2 separate regions of the Gossypium arboreum genome follow, and region 2 is linked to region 1. Evidence: chromatin contacts called from public Hi-C data. All regions are on one chromosome and are shown on one strand. The core of a region is the stretch at or near the end of the contact, and the rest is flanking DNA. Distances in the headings are between cores, read along the strand shown.

Region 1 (3,233 bases), core at 491-2,990:
TAAGTTTACCACATGTGGGTTTAGCGTTATTAACATCTTATATGAAAGAGATCGACTTGACAGTTGTTGGATTGAAGATGAGGGGCTTGCAAAATGAGAGATGAGCGGTGAGGGTGCTGGAGATGATGCTCCTTGTTGCAAAACAAATGAGGATAGTGTAGGTTAAAGAGATTTTTACCAAGTAGCAATAAGATTATAGAAAAGAAAAAAAGGATGCCTCTTAATGGATACATGCATGTTTATTTTGTATACAAAATCCTCCGGTTGTCCTTAGACTGCCGTTTGCATAAGAGTGCATGACTGCGAAGCTGTCTGGAACATGTGTCTTTAGTCCGATGGGACATTACCTCCAATCTTTTTATTAATCCTACCGCCTAATGTGTATTGGGTATTATTGGTGAGGGGTTAATAATAATTTGTTATCCAAATATTATGCGCCAGTCGAATGTTCTTAGAATTTGGAACTTTGGTTTTTTTGGGGATGGGGGGTTTAGTTCTGATTTCTATGTTGGTATAACAAGTAAATGTAAGGATGGATTATTGCATATCATGGTACCGAATGAGAGGTACTTCTACAAACAATGAGGTATGTACTTGGATTAAAATTAAGGTATACAGGTGGTGTAGAAGCTGAAGTTTTGGCCACTGGGGCAGTGTTTTCCTCTATCTAAATTATGTGGCCCAGACTGTTGCCAAGACTTTGGACTGCAATGCTAGATCGGCCAGCATATGTTGTCATCCAAGGGGCTACTTCAATACTGATTTTCAACATCATTACCCAAAGCATGCTAGTCAGCTATAACTGTCCGAATGTTGTAGCTTTCTCGTTATAAATAATTCTGAGCATTGCATGGATGGAGATAAGGTGTATTTTTCACTTTTTTGAGAGAATGATGTGGACATCACAGGAGAGTATTCTTCTCTAGAGCCGGCAATGGAGCTACACAAGGACGCCATGACCGTGAATCAAACCCTTCATTTATTGGGACTTTCCGGGACCCTCTTTTTGTTTTTGGGTTTAAACCCAAACTGTGATTGGAAAGTTCCATGATCAGCAAATTCAACCAACAAAATGCAAGCGCACAATCATTCCAAATTTATGGCTTGCTTGCTAATGGTGCTAGCAGTCTGTTAGCTGGTCCGGGCCTAGTGCATGGTACCTGTCCCTGGTGGTTCAGTTTTCTACGTGCCTATTTGGACCACGTCTACAGCCAATTGGGACAGTGACTGATTGTTTCTTTTTAATCAAAAGATGAAAACCTGCAAAAAGTAATGCCAAAGATCCTTTTAATAAAATGTTATTTTGTACCCAGTACAATCTGGCATCGAATTTTCTCAAAAGACAATTGGTCATCTCATCTATACAATGTCATGCATGTGAAATTGTTTTCTACAAAGTTTTTTCTGGCTCTATGGCTTGTTTTGGTTTTTAAATCAAAGATTCGATAGATATTTCATGTTTTAAAGCCTCGTTTGGCATTTCCCATTTCAAGATCCTTCGTTCGTTACAAAAGCAATATAAAAATAAATAAAATTTGTCGGAGATATTTAAGAACCAATCGTTTCTAGCCTCACAACATAAAATAGACCCCAAACAAATGCCTTCTTGTTCTCTTTTTTTATTTTCATTACTATTATTCGGATCTGCTTTTGCCTTTTTTTTCATAGATTGCATCAAACTTCAGCATATGTTCCACTTTTTTGCAATGGAGTCCCCTTGTTTGGAAGCATTGAAAAGAACAATTAGAAATGGAGTGGCACCTTGGGGGGCTTGGGACCATCTTCTATACATTATTTAAAGTGAGTTTCTCTTTTATTAGTTTTAGACTTTAGTTGCTTGGTTTTTGGCTCTGAATGCTGGGGGTTTAATCCTATTCATTTTATTATTATTTGTTGTTTTATCTATTATGTCTTGAAGCTAATGGCGTGCTGAAATCCCAAGGATGTGATAGTCTTTTTAATGAATAATTCCCATTGTACTTTTTGCTAAAAATGAGTTCACAAACTTTGAGATTTTGGGTATTTTGATTTAAGTTTTATGTGTGAAAAAATTATTTTCAAGTTTGTACTTAAGTATTGAAATTTTCATAAAGAAAAGGTGATAATAATAAATTGTATTTCAATTTTTCTTTTAAAGAATTCAGCTTAATTAAAATATTATTATTTTAATTAATAAATTTTGAGTATAGTGATAAGATACACCACATTTATCAAGAAAGAACAAAATTATGAAAAAATATTATTAAAAAAGCAACCATAAAATTTTAATACAGATCATATATATATATATATCCTTTTATCCCTTTCAATGCAATATTTTTTCCGCCATGCTTATCCCAAACTAAATGTTAAAGGGTAATATTTGCTTTAATCCCAAACTTAGTTCAATTTATTTATTATCTTTAACAGATTATATTTAATACGTTTAAATTTCAAATCTCAACGGTTGTTTCTTCTAGATGAAACAAATGTCTCTTTTATAAAATATAAAATTTATTTTTATTTTAAATTTTACAAACCAAATCCATCATCATTTCTCTTTCAATAAAGGAGTTGGATTAAAATGAAATTAAAACCTAATTTTTTATGGTATACCAATATATTAATTCCATGTTAGTGATCAAATGTTAGTAATCAATCTAAGACCTATTTATGTGTTGGAAATTAAAGCTTTATCTAATCTAGATTCAACTAGCTTAATTTCAAATTTGATTTATTTTAAAAAAATTCTTCAATTTTGTTCTTATTATAAGATGAGGCAAAGAAAAATATAAACAATGAAACAAGTGTTTATAAAAGATTTATGGTTGCTGGTTATAAGTATCTCATATAGTGATGGAGCCATTAAGAGCCGCAAAGAGGAGCTCTTTAGAGAGAATGGGTGATTGGTCTTTTGGAGAGAAGAAGGATCCTTTTGTAGGCAATGGACTTAGCAAATAGTACTCCTATTTTACAGGTTAGTAAGTAGGGTTATAAGCTCCTGCTACAATGTGACAAATCAGGAGAGGTCATGTAGTAGATGAATGATGGCAAGAAGCTATGAAGTTTGTGACATGATGGACATGATGTGGTAGCTGTCTGATTGATCTTGTAACACCCCTAATCCATCTCCGTCGCTGGATTAGAGTTATGGAGTATTACAATACAGTTTGGAAAATTTAAATGCAAATAGATACGATTATACAAATTATCTTATAACATTAAATAAGTCATATAAATAAAGGTAGAAATAC
Region 2 (3,233 bases), core at 444-2,943, 350 kb before region 1:
GAGCCTCACACAAACGAAAAACCCAAAGTTTTGAATTCAAAAATCTTAAGGTATAATATCTCCCCAAATCCCTATACTCTTTAAAATTTAAAATTTATCCAAGTGAGTTAAACCAAGTGTTTGGTTAGTGGAATTTGATTGATACAGTGTCCAACACCATAACACGTGCCAAATAGATTATGGTATCATAAATTGAGATTAGAAATCAAAGTCAAACAAGAGGTGGATTTGTTTAAAATAGATTCCTTGAAGCATTTATTTCCCATAAATGCTAATCTCATTATTTTACACTACTACATTGGAACACCCCCTTCATTTTCAATTTCACCCCTTCTCCATTGTCTTCTACTTATCTATGAAGAGGGTGACACTGTTAAATTCATTTTATCTATTTAATTTAATTTGACATTTTATGAAAGTTGAACAAATTTGTTCCAAGTGAAGTAAAAATGTCACAATTTGGGTCTTAACTAAAAAATAGAAAAATCATAGGCACAATTTTAAGTGAAAATTATAGCTAATAACTAAGTCTTGTTTGATAAATTGAAAATGTTTAGTATATAGTTCCATTATAAAACTGTCTGTTATGTTAATAAAAATAAAGTATGGAATATATTTATATTGTTAATAAAATATTTAATTTTTAAAAATGATTTATTTCATAATTTTAATCTTACTAATATGATATTTATATTATTTTTGATAGTTTTGAAAAAAAATTAATATAATAATTTGAAATTTTCATTTTCTAAAAGGAATATTTCTTTTTTAACAAAATATTTTGAATATTTTTTTAAAAATAAAATCAACTTCTTCTTTTTTCAATTTAGATAATTATTTTATTCAATTAAAATTTGAATTAATTGAAACTTTATTAAGAGTTAAATAATGATTTATCAAAAACAGAGTTAATCTAGAAAAATTCACACTAATCACAATATCACAATTTTTAACTATTATAATAAGTATATTACTCTTAGCAATCAAGAAAATTGAGAATTTTTTTAAAAAAATTGTTTTGGCTTTAACTCGAAAAGCTACACTAATTTATTTGATTCTTTAAAAGTAGTACCTACGATTATATTCAATAGTTAAGTTTCAAAATTGTGCACACAAAAATATTGAATTATAATAAACTATTTAAATTATTTATTCAAAATGATTCAAAAACTATAACAAATCAACTTTATAATTTGAAATTTGAATCAAATTTTTTAAAATATAATTCTTATTATTATTCATACTTCAAATTCTTAAATTAAAAATATTATGTACTTTAAATATGTAACAATGATATGAATATACAATAATGTCTATTGAACTAAAATTTAATAAATCGGAAAATTAATCATGAATGAAATGAAATCTTGGTGGTATAAGAAGAATGTGATGCATGGTTTGATGAAGACAATTTCTATATTTGTTTTATCCACAAAATCGTCGCTGGGTTAAATTTGGTTTGAGATTTGAGTAATTAGTTCATAAAAGAAGAAGCAATCACTTCCTTCCTTCCTTCCACTTGACACGGCCGTACGCTTTTAGATTTGTGAAATAGGGCCAGGGCCGCCTTTACCTTGACTAGCTCTTTGGCGTTTTTGCACAAACTAATGTACATAGCTGTACCAATCATAAACAACAAAAATATATGATTTTAGATTCATTTAAAAAACACTAAGAAAACAAGGCTTATATATTTGTTTTCCTTTCGTGTCATAGTTTTCCACGAGGCAAAAGAGGAAAATAGAAGGCTCAACTTTGCTCCACTGTTTACTTCACAAGGATTTTGCCTCCTCTTTGGCTACTTCTTCTTCCTTTCTTTGGTTTTAGCCCCCTTCTTGGCATTGTTTTAATAGCAGCTGAGAAAACAAAGGCAAATACAATATGGATAATTCCAATGAAGCCTCCTCTTTTTCTTCGGCTTTGTGAATATATATATTTACACACTTTAATCTCTTGTTTTCATTTTTACTTTCTGGGGTTGCTTCACCTTCTGCCAAACACATCTATGGCTGAATACGTCTGTTTGTTTCACAAGGTACCCTTTATTTTTTCACTTCATTTTGCTGTCTGGGTTCTTTTCTTTGCTGGGTTTGTACTTGGTTTTCTTTTGTGACGCTTAAAAATGACTCAAATTTCTGTTGAATGGCCCTGGATTGTGTCGAATGATGCCAAAGCTCAAATTTTTCGAGAAAAAGTATTTTGATTTTCCTTGATTCCCTGCTCAAACATTTTCATTTTGTTAAGTTAGTAGTTCCGTCTTTGTAAACAATATATTGCTGGGTTTGAAGGATAATTTGTGTTTGCATGTTTGGATCTGGGTTTTTCTCCACTTGTTCTTGAACCAACATTGTATTATTTTTTTTGTTTCTGTTTTAGGACTCTGATCAAACTATTAAAATGGGTTTTAAGTTTTAACTTTCTCTTCTATTTCCCTTTTTCTTTTACAGAGGGCACCTTTACTTTTTTTTAGCTTGCCTAGTTACACCAGTTTGAAATATATCTCAGAACAATTCCTCTTTACTTTGCTACTAAAAGTGTTTGCTTGTATGTCAAAATCTTAATATTTTTCCTCCTTTTCTATGCAGGAGACAGTAATTGTAAAGTCTCCCAAGAAGTCTCCAGTGTTCTTAAGGACAATAGTTTTATTGTTTGGTATTGTGTGTGGTATTTATATCTGTACAGTCTGTTTAAGGCAGATAAATACAGTTAGCAAGATCAAAACTCAGAACCTCCAACTCATTGAGAGTCCATCTCCAGATAGGAACATTCTTGTACAATTAGAAGCTCGAATTCCTACCTTGCATTACCCTAAGCCTCAAACTTTTAGCAGGTAAACATGTATACTTCCATTTGGAGTTTTTTTTTTCTCTTCTTTTTAGTTAAATTATCTTAAGATTTTGGTTTTTAATACTTTGGTAGGGGTGAATGCATACAAAATCCGGTACGATTCTTTGCCATATTGTCGATGCAAAGGTCAGGAAGTGGATGGTTTGAGACTTTGCTAAATAGTCATATTAATATAAGCTCAAATGGGGAGATATTCTGTGCAATGGATAGGAGGAAAAACATTTCAACAATTATGCAGACTTTAGATAGAGTTTACAAGTTAGATTGGTTCAATAGTGCTTCCAAGAATGAGTGCTCTGCTGCTGTTGGCTTCAAGTGGATGTTGAATCAGGTAAGTAAATGTAGTTGAATTTTCAAACAAATTTTACCATTGCAAAATTACAATT

The links. Hi-C and Micro-C count contacts between places; a contact is called where the count stands out from the background.
Region 2: a contact with region 1 is called in a Hi-C map of leaf, with 2.6 times the contacts expected there. The contact joins the promoter of LOC108450785 here to the enhancer-like site in region 1. A contact is called at or near these places in 2 of 5 Hi-C or Micro-C datasets (both in leaf).

The regions. Positions count from the first base shown.
Region 1 is chr11:31,334,663-31,337,895 of ASM2569848v2, reverse strand. No RefSeq gene overlaps it. Among protein-coding and RNA genes, the nearest start is that of LOC128284638, 50 kb to the left of the region's middle. Within about 2 kb of position 1,740, at least 1 of the 2 cell types and tissues checked has an H3K27ac peak or open chromatin away from gene starts, as enhancers often do. A contact at or near this core is called in leaf, where this site is marked.
Region 2 is chr11:31,688,678-31,691,910 of ASM2569848v2, reverse strand. LOC108450785 reads left to right here and starts at 1,693. Exons shown (of 6, transcript XM_017748551.2): 1 at 1,693-2,035; 2 at 2,586-2,830; 3 at 2,920-3,178. The coding sequence starts at 1,895.